Linked DNA regions of Mus musculus: region 1 is linked to region 2. A link is a contact called in public ChIA-PET data. All regions are on one chromosome and are shown on one strand. The core of a region is the stretch at or near the end of the contact, and the rest is flanking DNA. Distances in the headings are between cores, read along the strand shown. Region 1 has its middle 54 kb from the start of Gm50597. Region 2 holds the start of Rab2a (RAB2A, member RAS oncogene family).

Region 1 (6,420 bases), core at 456-2,955, 530 kb after region 2:
AGGATTAAGAACTAAACCTTGCTAAGGACTAAGAACTAAACTAGCTCCTTGAGAAAATGGTGGTCCAGTGAAAGTCTTAGGGTTTAGTTAACAATCACCTAGTCTGATAAAAAGGTGGTTGTTGAACAGCTTAGAATTTTACTGGATAGAACAAAATTTGATGAAATACAGAAGTTAGACTCTGAATTGATATTTTTTCTTTTTGATATTATGCACAAAATCCCAGCAATATAAAATGTTGTCTTTTGATCCTGCCAAATAAGAACAAAGTTACCATGTTTAGGAATACTTCACCCTCGTAGCCATGATTTCTTTGAACTCATGTCTTCATCTGTACATCTGTTCGTGACATTAGTAAATTAGTTAAATTATATTAGTAGACTCCATGGTCCATAACAAATCAAATCAGATAGTTCCCTGACACACGTTTCACTTCCTACAGCTTTGGTGACCCACAGTCAACAGCAGTCAGGGAAGATTCTATGGAGATTTTAGGAACACACTGATCCTAAGATGAAATTACACACTGTTCTGAGAAGGAGGGGGTAGCCCATAGTGCACTGCTCCTTTCTGCTCAGGCATGAGTCCACTCTCTCTCTGTACAGCATGTGTACACTCTATGCCTTCTGAGTCCCTTAGTCTCCCAAGTGGGTTGGCATATATCTCCACAGGTGAGTGACATTCTGTCACTGTTAATTTGCATCAGCAGGTCTGTGTATCCATGTGTAACACAACCCAAGACCCCATGCATGTCTGATGATCATATTGAGCCACACTCATTCTCACACACATACACACACATGCAAACATGTATATATGTGCCACACGTGCATGCATGTAAGATGAAGTTACACCAGCCACAGTTGGAGACTAGCTACAAAATTCAGAGGAAGGCTGAATAACGATAAAAGCATGCTATGCTTAAGTTGCCAGCATCAGAACTTTTTTACATTGGGGTCATTTGTAAGAAAAATAAAGGTTACTTAAATTTGAGAATTTCAATATCATTGTAGTCTATCTGAAGGCTGAGATGTCTCATGGGAGACTAAGGGACTCAGAGAGCATAGAGTGTACACATGCTATACAGAGGGTGGACTCAGGCTTGAGCAGAAAGGAGCAGGGCACTGTGGGCTACCCCCTCCTTCTCAGAACAATGTGCCATTCATCTTAGGAGCTGTGTGTTCCTGAAATCTCTATAGAATCTTCCCTGACTGCTGTTGACTGTGGGTCACCAAAGCTGTACGAAGTAAATCATGTGTCAGGGAACTATCTGATTTGATTTGTTGTTATGTACCATGGGTTCTACTAGTCAGTATAATGTGACTAATTACTAATATCAAGAACAGATGTACAGATGAGGGCACGAATTCAAAGAGATCAACTCTTGTATCCAAGGGCTCAAAGCCAGGTAATAGCAGGAGGCAATCTTTGAACCAGTTGATTAGTAAACTCTCAGGTCCACAGACCCTGTTCAAGTCTGCTTCTACAGCCTCCTCTGCCTGGACGTGATGGCAAGGGAATCTCTATGGCTCAGAAAGGCTTGAGAAACTCCCTACCTCTTCAGCTTGAAGCTTCAGCATGCTTCACTTGAGTTTTCAGTCAAAAGCCTGCCCTGGATTTCACGAAACAAAAGGCCACTTTCATGAACTGACTGTTGGCAACTGGAAAACACTCCAATTTCCCACTGAGCCCAGCCTGTCGTCAGGGCTCAATTGTGAACACTCCAGTGCCATCCTCACACCAAAACACTTTCAGTCACAGCAAACAAGGGCACAGAAGAGAGAAGGCTTCTTTTTTTTCTTTCCGTTCCAGATCAGATAACGCTGCCAGATTAGTTCCTCTACTGAGAAGTCACACCACATGTGCCCACATGCCAGGCCTTTGCTAAAAGGCCACCACCTATATTGCTTCCTGCATAGTCACTAATATTCTGTCTCATGCCTTCCCTTCTCCACCTCTCTTTCCGGTTCCTTCCCTTGAAGTAGTACAAATGCTTGCAAAGAAAATATGTCAACAGGTGAAATTTATAGGCGTTTCTGGCCCATTCAGAAATGTGAACCGCAGGCACCCCCAAAGGAAAGATAGCATCCCTTACCCACACAGTACTCTCTAACATGCCTGGTTCGTTCACAGTGGAGCTGGCTAAAGAAACCAGTTATCTTTTTTACAGAATCAAAGTGTGAGGCTCCCATTGGGGAAGGGTACTTTGATGGATGTCTGTTGGGATTATTTAGTTGCAAACACAGGGGGAAAAAAAAAACCCAACCCAAACTGGCTTAGTCACAAAAAGGATTTATTGACTCACAGAAGCTGAGAGGAGTAGGTTAGCTCTGGCACACCACCATTCAGGCTCTGCATATCAGTACCACCTGGTCATTTTTGTGTTGTGTCAAAGCCTTCGATTGTGTTGACTTCAGCATGAAATCTTATGTGCACCAAAAGAGCCTCCGGAGAACCAGGGCATTGTCTTATGTTTAGTCTCAGTTGCCTCTTCTTAGATCATGTAGTAGAGAATGTTCCCGAGTCTCACTGTTGTGGCCTCTGTTCTTTATGGTTTATGAGGATGACTGAGACCTGGGTTACAAGCATTCCCCTGGGGCTAGGTGTGGAGACAGTTTAATGCCACTCCATGACAACTAGGAGGACTCTGACCATGAAAATCTAGAACATGCTAGTAACCTCTCAATTAAAGATGATGGAGACATGTGTGTACCAGGTACTCAGTGGTGAGCCAGTCTAGCAGAAACAGTGAGCTTCCCACTGAGTGAGGCACCAGTGCATAAAGTCACAGCATGCACATAGCACACACACACACACACACACACACACACACACACACACGAAAGAAGAAAGAAAGAAAGGAAGAAAGGAAGAAAGGAAGGAAGGAAGGAAGAAAGAAAGAGAGAAAGAAAAAAAGAAAGCTGAACGAAAGAAAGAAAGAAAGAAAGAAAGAAAGAAAGAAAGAAAGAAAGAAAGAAAGAAAGAAAGAAAGAAAGAAAGAGAAAACCTTGAAACTCAGGAAGACTAATAGTATTTTAATGGCATTTTGATCCCCAGACCTAAAGAAGTGACTTATCATATCCTTGCATCTGGTCATGTTCTTTGTCCATTTGTCCTTCTAAATCAATGTTTGTGACCAGGTCACTTATTACTACTTCAAAGTTTTGATCCAAATGTTCAACCTTTGAACCAGTGAAGAATTGTTCTGGCATACTTCCTTTCTGAACACATCTCACTGTTTATTGTGTATCAGACTCCCTGCTAAGTCTATGACTTCATTTGCTCCTCATTCCTCGTCTATGACACAGAGATTATTCTTAGTCCCATTGTTTCAAGGGTGAAACCTAGACCCAAAAATGTTTAGACATGTGACTCACACTCACACAGTTAGAACCAGAGGTCTTAAAATCCTTACTACACAAATAAGACAAAGGCTTTCCGCTGTTCACCCCAGTAAAGCACAGGAAGACATACCTATAAATAGTGTGCTAAATGTTATATTGTCCATGGTATCAAGCTAAGTAAGGGAAAGTAAGGAAGCAAGATAGAGAGAGCAGTCATTTCCCTGACTGAGGCAAGGCAAAGTAGGTGTTGAAGTCCCTGGAGCAGGCTGAGCTAAGGTCCATGAGAAGGTGTCTCAGATGGCTGCTGTGTGTTGACCATTCATCCCAAGGACTGGCCTGTGTGAGCTGAGCACACACCCGAGAGACTGGCATGTCAGGCAGAGATACAGGAAGAAGGAGGAGGAGGAGGAGGAGAAGAGGAGGAGGAAGAGGAGGAAAAAGAAGAGGAGAAGAGGAGGAGGAGGAGGAAAAGAGGAGGAGGAAGAGGAGGAAGAGGAAGAGGAGGAGGAAGAGGAAGAGAAGGAGGAGAAGGAAGAGGAAGAAGAAGGAGGAGGAGGAGAACGAGAAAGAGAAAGAGGAGGAGGAGGTAAAGGAGGAAGATGAGAAGGAAGAGGAGGAGGAGGAGAGGAAGAAGAGGAGAAGGAGGAAAAAGAAAGGAAAAGAAAAGAAAAGAAGAAAAGAAAAATGCTATTCCAATTGTGTTTGAAGAGAAAAAAGTGTTTAACCCAGCTAATCCATAGTGGGGAATGGAATGACTAAACACAAGAGGGCTGGGACAAAGGGACAGATGTGGTTGCAATTCTGTTTATTAATGGTAATGATACTATATCACTGATTTTGTTATTATGTTGTTCCTATTAATTTTAATCTCATGAACCAAATGTATTAAAATACTTCTTAGCAAGCTAAGAAGCTGTGGCAAGAAAGTATAGAGGTAGAGAGAGATGGTGATTAAGAGCATGTTCCTCTCATGCAGAGGACCCACGTTTGGTTCTGAGCATTCAGAGAGTGGACTATTGCCATTACAGACCTGCCCGGGTGGTATTGGGAGGGTTGTGAAGTTTGGAAATTTGAGCTAAAAAAGCTATCGGGTGATCAGAGATCAGTGGGCTGTTCTGTGGGGAAGACAAGAGTGGCAGAATTGGTGAAGGTGGTGGCTTGTGAAGTTTCAGAGGGAAGCAAAGACTCTAAAGGGCCATTTGTGTGCTTTAAGAATATATGATTCTGGTCAGCTGGAGTTTAAGAATTGTCTGAGTAATGAGAGGCCAGAACCTCTAAAGTAAAACCTTTGTTTTGCCGGAACAATTAATAGTGATCATCAGGGGATTAAGAATCAGTTGTGATTCAGAAAAGATCAAGCTGGGCGTGGGGGCACACACAGCACTTGGGAAGCAGAGGCAGGACTTTAAGACCAACCTGGTCAACAAATCAAGTTCCAGGAGAGCTAGGTCTACAGAGAGAAACCTTGCTTCAAACAAACAAACAGACAGGAACATCATTGAGGCCAAATCTTCTGAGCACTGTTTACTCTAGGTCAGCATTCAGAAGCTGTGATCTAGAAGGGGCTAAGGCTATACCTGGTGCTGGCAGCTAAAGTTGATAGTGTATAAGAATCACCCAAATGGTATTTTGAAGGCATGGCAGGGTCACGGAGAGCAACTAAGGCTTGGTACTGTGAAAGGCTGTGAAAAGCCATTGCTGAAGAATATATACCTTCAGTTGCAGCACAAGGTCCAGGTCTGAAGGAGTCATGCACAGAAGTTGAGGCTTGACACCATGTGGTAAGATCAGAGTTTTTAAAGGAAGCCCAGGCCATTGGTGAGGGTGTAGCCTTAGTGGTGGGGATCCTGCTATGTTGGAAATCAGCACTATGAGATGACAATCACCATCAAGAACAGTGTGGAGACAGCTTGACCCTATGGAACGTGCTTATGTGTACTGTGACAAGGTCTTTCAAACCTAGAAGGTCATGACTCCTAGAACTATAACACAGACCTTTACACTATTGGACTTCAGTTTTTCTTTGGTCTGATTATGACTGTGCCCTGATTCTTCCTTCTCAGAATAAGAAAGTATTTAAAGTAGTTTTGCTTTTACAAGAGCCCAGAGTTGAGAGGCTCCAGCATTTTGGAGAGACATTGGATGTTTTAGAGAGGCTTGAACTTTGAAAAAAGCCTGGATGTTTTTGTTTGTTTGTGTTTGGTTTTTGGTTTTTGGGGGTTTTTTTTTGTTTGTTTGTTTGTTTTGTTTTTTTTGAGACAGGGTTTCTCTGTGTAGCCTTGGCTGTCCTGGAACTCACTCTGTAGACCAAGCTGGCCTCAAACTCAGAAATCTGCCTGCCTCTGCCTCCCGAGTGCTGGGATTAAAGGGGTGCACCACCACGCCCGGCTTGGATGTTTTGAATAGACTAAACCTTTAAAATGTTTAATTTTCTTTAAAGACTATGGAAATTTCAAAAGTTGGAATGTTTTGTATTATGATGCTGATATTAATATGTGATTTTGTGGATAAACGATAAAGGAAAGGTTATAGTTTAATAAGTAACATGATTTTGTGGCAAGTTGACATGGGATCAATTTTACTGGTTGTTTTTGTCAACTTGACACAAACCTAGACAACCAGGATGAGGAAAGTTATGATTGAGACAATGCCTCCATAAGACTGGGTGTAGGTAAATCTGTGGGGTGGTGTTACAGAAACTCACCAGAGACACAGTTTACAGGCAACTGAGTCTTCATTCCTACCAAATGGGACAACACTTGGGTATTCGGAACGTAAGTGCATTGCTGAATATTTAGGATAAGGAGCTTTCAAGGCAACCCCCCCTCCCCACACACACATTCCAGTATCTATCTCAGAAGCTGGGGTTGGGGGTTGTGCAAGCAAGCAATTTAGTAGAAGCTAAGGTGAGTTATCTGGGGCATCTTGAGTAGAGCTGGGTAGTTTTCCACCCACTTTTCCATCAAGGGGATCAAATTTTAGTTAAAACTAAAATGGTCTCAGCAAGTATAACGAGATGGCAGAAGCTCTGCATTGTCACATTGTCTTGATAAGTGACTGATGTGGAGCCACTCAG
Region 2 (6,470 bases), core at 1,690-4,189:
AAGTAATTTTTAGAGAGTATGCAGTACTTAAGAATTTTATATCTTTATTTTTAAAAACCGAGGCTCAGCAGTTATGAAATCTTGCTGGTTTTCCAGAGAGGACTCAAGTTTGGCTTCCATGTCCCGCATCAGGAAGCTCACGGCATTCTGAAACTTCAGCTCCTATGAGCCCTCAAACACATGATATATAGACACACACATACATATAAATAAAAATAGTAACATAAATCTTTAAAATCCTTACTTTGCTTGGGATGGAACCTCGGGGCTTTAGTCCTTCCGGGGACAGTACTGCAATACTGAGCAGCAACCTTCAGCTTTATTTTTTTATAATGTTTACAATATTTAATTTTTTTCTTCTATATGTTGTTTCTTACTTTTCAGTTTGTGTTTCGTGTGTCCGCACGTGCATGTGTGTCCCAGCGCGTGTGCATCTGCGTCAGGAGTCAGAGATCAGCACTGGCTATCTTCCTCACTGGCTCTTTACCTAGGGTTTTGAGGCACGGTCTCTCCGTGAATCTGGAGCTTACTAATTCAGCTGTCTGTACTCCCTGATCTGTAAGATCCGCCTGTGTCCACCTCTCCAGTGATGGGCATCCACACTTAAGCCCTCATGCTTGCACAGTAAGCCTTCTACTGAGCCTTATCTCCAGCCAATACACTGAATCTGCAAAGCACCTACCACCCTCATCTGAGGCTCAGAGGAAGATATGAAAATCAAGTGCTTGGACTGGTGAGACCGCTCAGCAGATAGACACCTGCTACCAGGCTTGGCAATCTGCATTTGACCCCTGGGACCCAAGTGTTTTGGGAGAGTCCAATTCCAAGAAGTTGTACGCTGGCCTGGTAGAGGGCCATAGCACACACATGCCCACTCTCTTGGATGTACACAACAATCTAGCAAAAAACTCAGAAATAAAGAAAATCAGGTCCCCACTCACACTTGATCGTACTGCTGTGGTGCAGTGGCCTCTGCAATCTTTGCGCACTAAAAGAGAGCAGCCCCGTACAGGAACACGAACCTGGGACACCTGTATAGCCCTGGTATCTTCACGGTGGGGGGGGGGGGTAGGATTACTACCTTAACTGGTACATTTACATCTGGAGATTGGACAGACAAACAGCCAAGCACATTCCAATGTAAAGCAGCCCTCCTAAATGACCAACTTCAGCCTTGTACAGATCCATACACTGAAAGGCAAGAACAATTTGTCACAACCATCCAATCAGGACAGAGTCAAGACCAGAAGCCAGGTTTCCTAAGCTCTTTATACCACCACATTGCCTCTAGCACTGTGTATATATGGCTGTGAGGTTTTTTCTGTGTACCTCTTTCCCTTCATAATTTCCCTGTGTCTCCTGTATAGAGTTCTATATGTGTATATCTCAGCACACAAGGCCTTGCATGGCCTGCCACAACTTCTCTGGCTAGCTGTCTGCTCTAGGGACTGTTCTTGATTACAAAGGAGGCTAGGCTCCTACAGTCTACAGAGTTGTCCTTCGGGAGCTGAGATAGTAAAGACCACACTCTGAGAGTAAGGACCCGAGTTTCTGAACAGACACCCAGAAAAGATGACTTGAGTGAAGTCCCTTAGGCAAAACAGCCTCAAGCCTGAAGCACCCGGGGAAGGTCCCAAAGACCAGTGAACCCCATTTTTTTCAGTTGCTTTTCACATCAAGTTCCTGAGCCTTTAGCAAACCACCTCCCTAGTAATGAAGAAAAACCTAGTGAGGTCCTGCTTGTCAGTTGTGCAAATGAAGTAGCAACCAACTTCAGTCATCCTAGCATGGTACCATCAACTATAATCACAGAATGGTTGATTCCCAAGGGAAGGGATGACAGTCAGCAGGAGGCTGGCCACGAAAGCCACAAAAGCCCACTCATTCCTCCTCCAGCAACAGAAGAGAGATGGAAGCATTAAATCAGCTTCCTTACACAACTCTTAAATTTCCTGAACAGATCCACGAACATCATTCTGCTATATTCTCTCTGTTTCTCTGTCTCTCTCACTTTGTGTGTGTGTTTCTCCTTCTATTGTGGTTTCCAGAGAATGAACTCAAGACAGGCTTGCATGGCAAGTGCTTTTATCTGTACATTTTGGGGACACACTTTTTTTTAGATAGGGTCTCATGCTTGACCCCTCAGTGTTGTAAAGAATGACCCAGAATTCCTGATCCTCCTGCCTCTATCTCCCAAGTGCTGAGATTATAAATGCATGGCTTACTTGTAGTAACCTTTGTCCTTTTGATAGTCACTTTCTTGTAAGTGGGCTCTCTAGAAAACTGTTTCAGATAGTAAACTAACTCTGTCCTCCACCTTCTTTAAAATCTGGGCTTTTAAAGAACTGGGTTTGCCTCTAGTTGGCAGCACTGGCAATATATACAGAATATATTCAAAGGCAAAAGTACCTTCAAACTGCATGCACACACATATGTTTTTTACTAATTCCATCATGTCATACCAGGTATTTCCTTTCATGTTGCTTCTGTATTTATTTCAGTTTTTCGTACAATACATACACAAAACATGATTAAGCCATATATTGTACACATTACACCTATACACAACATTGCACTTAGAATCCTGGTCTGATAAACAGCATGCAAATGTATATTTACTTCAATATTTATACAGTTGGGTTTTTTTTTACATCTTTTTAAGAGCGACATAACAGCATTATAGGGACATACCACGATTACACACACACACACACACACACACACACACACACACACACACACACACACACAGAGAGAGAGAGAGGGCGGCGACTGAACCTAGCAGGCTCCGTTTCCTCGCGACTCCCCGAGCCCCGGCCTGGTAGGCGGGGCTCCGGGGTAGGCGGGACTCCGACCGGAGGGCGCGGCCGCGGCTCCTCCCCTCTCCTCCGGCGGCGCAGGCGGCGGCAGCACTTCCGGGTCGGCGCGGAGGCGGGGCGGAGGCGCCGCGGCTGTTATTGTTCCGAAGGGCTGGGCCGCTGTGCTCCGCGCTCGGCGCTGTCAGTTCGTCCCGCTGCCCCTCGGCCTTTGCTGCTGGCTCTGACGGCGACCGACGGCGGGCGGGGCCCGGGTTCGCGGCCGAGCGGCGCCGGTGAGGGCGCGGAGGAGGCGCACAGCGGGAGGAGGAGCCGTGAGCCTGGCACGGAGCGGCCGCGGCCATGGCGTACGCCTATCTCTTCAAGTACATCATCATCGGCGACACAGGTGAGGCCGGCGGCGGGCCGGGGGCGACCGGGGCGGGCAGGCGGGGCAAACGGCGGCGGCGGCGCCGAGCGGCGCGGGTCGGGGGCGCAGCGCCTCCCTTCCTCCCATCCTCCCTCGGTCCCCTGGCCGCCGCTCCATTTCCGCAGTGCTGGCGCTGGTGACGTGGGCGCTGCGAGCGGCCGCGGCCTGCCTGGGCCTTCCTTCCCTGCTCCGCCCGGGCCCGCTGCAGCCAGGCCCGCGGCAGCCGTTTGCCACTTCCCGGAGAGTGTGACAGCAGCACGGCCGTCCCCGGGGGGCCCCCGCCTCGACTGTCTCCGCGGCCCGGGGAGAGAGAGGGAAGTCGAACGAATTGGAGCGTGACGGGCCCCGGTCCAGATTTTTCTCCCTGGTCCCACCTCCCCGACCTGCACGCTTCCGTCTAGGCCCTGGCAAGGCGCACCCTGAAGTGGGACAGCCTTTTGGGGAGGAAAAAAAAAAATTAAAAAAGGAAAAGAAAAAAACCTAAATTTTTTTGGAAATATCCTCAATCTCCAAGTCCGAATAAGTGAGATCACATGACTCGATGGCAGGGCAATTCTTCTCGGGATCATTAAAGCACCATTGAGCTCTGGCGACTTTTGCCACGTGTATGCTGGCATTATTTGACTTGATAGTAATGCAAGGCAGGTCAGTGGGCTGGGTGTGAGCATACTGTGGGTATGCTGACTTACTACTGATTTTTTTTTCTTTTTTTTCGGTTTTGTCAAGTCCAGGATCACAACTGTTAATTTTCAGGTGACCTCGTGTACATTTGTAGCAAAAAAAAAAAGGAAAAAAAAGTTCCCACTTAAAAATAGCATCCTCATAAGTTTCTGAAGCAAATAAGCAAGCTGTTCATGAAATACTTTGAATACCTGCGATTTGGGCCATATTTCGAATCTAATAATAAACGTAAAGCTTATTTAGGTGTTAAAACTATTAATACACTAGAGTCTGATTTCAGTGGTGAGTGTTGCACAACCTGGACCCCTTACACAACTTTGTAAATGTAGAAGCATCTTGAGGTTGCCCTATGATGTAGCAGGTTCTATAAGTAACTCTGGAAGTATGTTGATTGCTACCTAACACAAACTTCCTGCAGTTAATACAGTTTTTCAGCCGTGTGTGTGTGTGTGTGTGTGTGTGTGTGTAAGGAAACTGGATGGTTTTCTATGCAAGGTACTGGATAAAGCCATATTTTGTAAACTGGAAAAGTGGTATCTAAAATAAAAGCACTGAGTTATTTTAAAAAAAAAAAAAAAAAAAAACAAGTAAAATTGGAGATGTCAGACTAACTACAGTGTGCCTGGGTGTGTGAAACAGGAATAACTGACCACTTGGTTGTCCCAGCAGCAGCACAATTTAGATTGAGTATTTGCAGGGTATCGTGTTTTTATTAGTATTTAGTAATGTGCAGGGAATACTGGGAGGACAGATACTAACTAGCTGACGCTCTGTTCTCAGGAAATGGTCCCCATCCGTAAACAGTCCCTGTGGTTTGAAGGGAAGACACTCCTTTCTTGGCATTCTGGTGTGACCTAGTTCTGGCCTTTGACTGCTCACTGGGCTGTAGATAGCACTTGGTCCACACTCCAGTTCAACTAGTATAGCTTAGCCTCAGTTTCATCTGAACTACTCTGTCAAGCTCTTGCTTTAGTTTGGTCCTCAGTGAACTAAAGTACCTCCTGCTCTTGTAGCATTCTTTCCTACTGCATCACCTTGCTGTTGCCTGTGAGCCCAATAGCTGGCTTCTGAGGCTTCCTTGCTCCCTCCTCCTCCCTCTGTTTGGCCTGCCTTCTGCCATTATCATTCCCTAAGAAATGTTGTTAATCTTTTAATTAAAGCCTTGCCCCGGCCTTCCATAATGCCTGCAGAATCAACATATCTTGACCTCTTATATATGCCAGTATTCACCTGGTACCTTGGTTAGAAGTAACTGCTTATTTTCTGGATTATATTTCTCAATTTATATAGTTTTCCTGGTGTTTATTCCAGACTTATTTTATAGGTATTTGTGTAGGCATCTGCATTTGCTTACGTAGTTCTTGGGGGTAGAAAAGGTGTTCTGTATGCTTTAGGATGGACCCAGTCAAAGGTAGGTCTCATGTAGTTAATTAATCAGGAGCCGAATGGACTGTATTTCTACTACACACATTAATCATTTCAAAGTTTAATCCCAAATCTACTAGTTTTTTGCTTAGTGCTTTTGCTTGAAAAGGGCTATCATTTTATTTCATAGAGAGTACACTAGCAGGCATAATGTGATTTATAAAGTGGAAAGTGTTTCTGCTTTGAACAAGCCTAGTCTAGTAATATAAGCGCATAATTATTAACAGAAAAAGCCTATTTCAGGAACCTAACATGTCTGTCAGTTTTTAACTTCATAATCAGTCCTCCTGTCCCTCATCAGATACACACATTCACAAGCCAATTGTGTTTACTCGCAGTTAAAATGCCCTTTTTTCTTTTGCCTAGATTGTGGTAAACCTGCCTTTCCTTCCCTGCTGGAGTAGAGTGGTCTTTCTTGCCCCATTCCCCATTCTCTGTTCCTCCACTGTCTTCTCACTCCACCAGCATTTTAAATGATCCTTGTTATTAGGAAGGCTTTTCTTCTCACTGTTGGCTGAAACGTTTGTGTGCCTTGAAGGGAGGTTCTTACTAGGGAGGTGACATTTGAACTGAAATTAAATAAGAGCACAGAGTAGGTGACCTAGCTTAGAGGCTTGAGAACTAATCACAAATAATCCTCTTTGTCCGAGATTTTATTATTTGAACTGTTGAAATTATGAAGTCTTAAATTTAAAAATTTTTATGTGTGTGCATGAGTGCCTGCATATAATGTGTGTGATAATGATGATGATGATTGTGTGTGTGTGTGTGTGTGTTTATACCATGTACATGCCTGATGTCTGCAGAGACCAGAAGAGGGTGTCACATGAGGTCACCTGGAACTAGAGTTGAGCCACTGTGTATGGCTGTTGGGAGCTAACTCCATGATTTCTGACAGGGCAGGAAGTGCCCTTAACCACTGAGCCGTCTCTCAAGGCACCAAAGTAAGGAATCTTGTAGGGGAGAAAAAAGCCTCAAAATATTAATACATTTATAAATAAGCTCCCAGTCTGAGAAACTCCTTCTCAGAGTTCCTTACTTGTCTTCACACTCCTGCTTTGATATCAGGGTTTGATGGATGTACCATAGGTCAGACAATTGCAGAGCAAAATTACAGCTCATGCACCCCAAAATGCAAG

What was found. ChIA-PET counts read pairs in DNA pulled down with a chosen protein or histone mark.
Region 1: an RNA polymerase II ChIA-PET map of effector CD8 T cells shows a contact between it and region 2, with 5 read pairs. The contact joins the enhancer-like site here to the promoter of Rab2a in region 2. A contact is called at or near these places in 5 of 39 promoter capture datasets (the 3T3-L1 cell line, the C10 cell line, frontonasal cranial neural crest and 2 more), 3 of 115 datasets of contacts at active chromatin or transcription factors (bone marrow-derived macrophages, effector CD8 T cells and embryonic basal ganglia) and 1 of 9 other capture datasets (liver).

The regions. Positions count from the first base shown.
Region 1 is chr4:9,064,741-9,071,160 of GRCm38.p6, forward strand. No RefSeq gene overlaps it. Among named protein-coding and RNA genes, the nearest start is that of Gm50597, 54 kb to the right of the region's middle. Within about 2 kb of position 1,706, at least 56 of the 459 cell types and tissues checked have an H3K27ac peak or open chromatin away from gene starts, as enhancers often do. A contact at or near this core is called in effector CD8 T cells, where this site is marked.
Region 2 is chr4:8,532,705-8,539,174 of GRCm38.p6, forward strand. Rab2a (RAB2A, member RAS oncogene family) reads left to right here and starts at 2,940. Exons shown (of 8, transcript NM_021518.3): 1 at 2,940-3,204. The coding sequence starts at 3,159.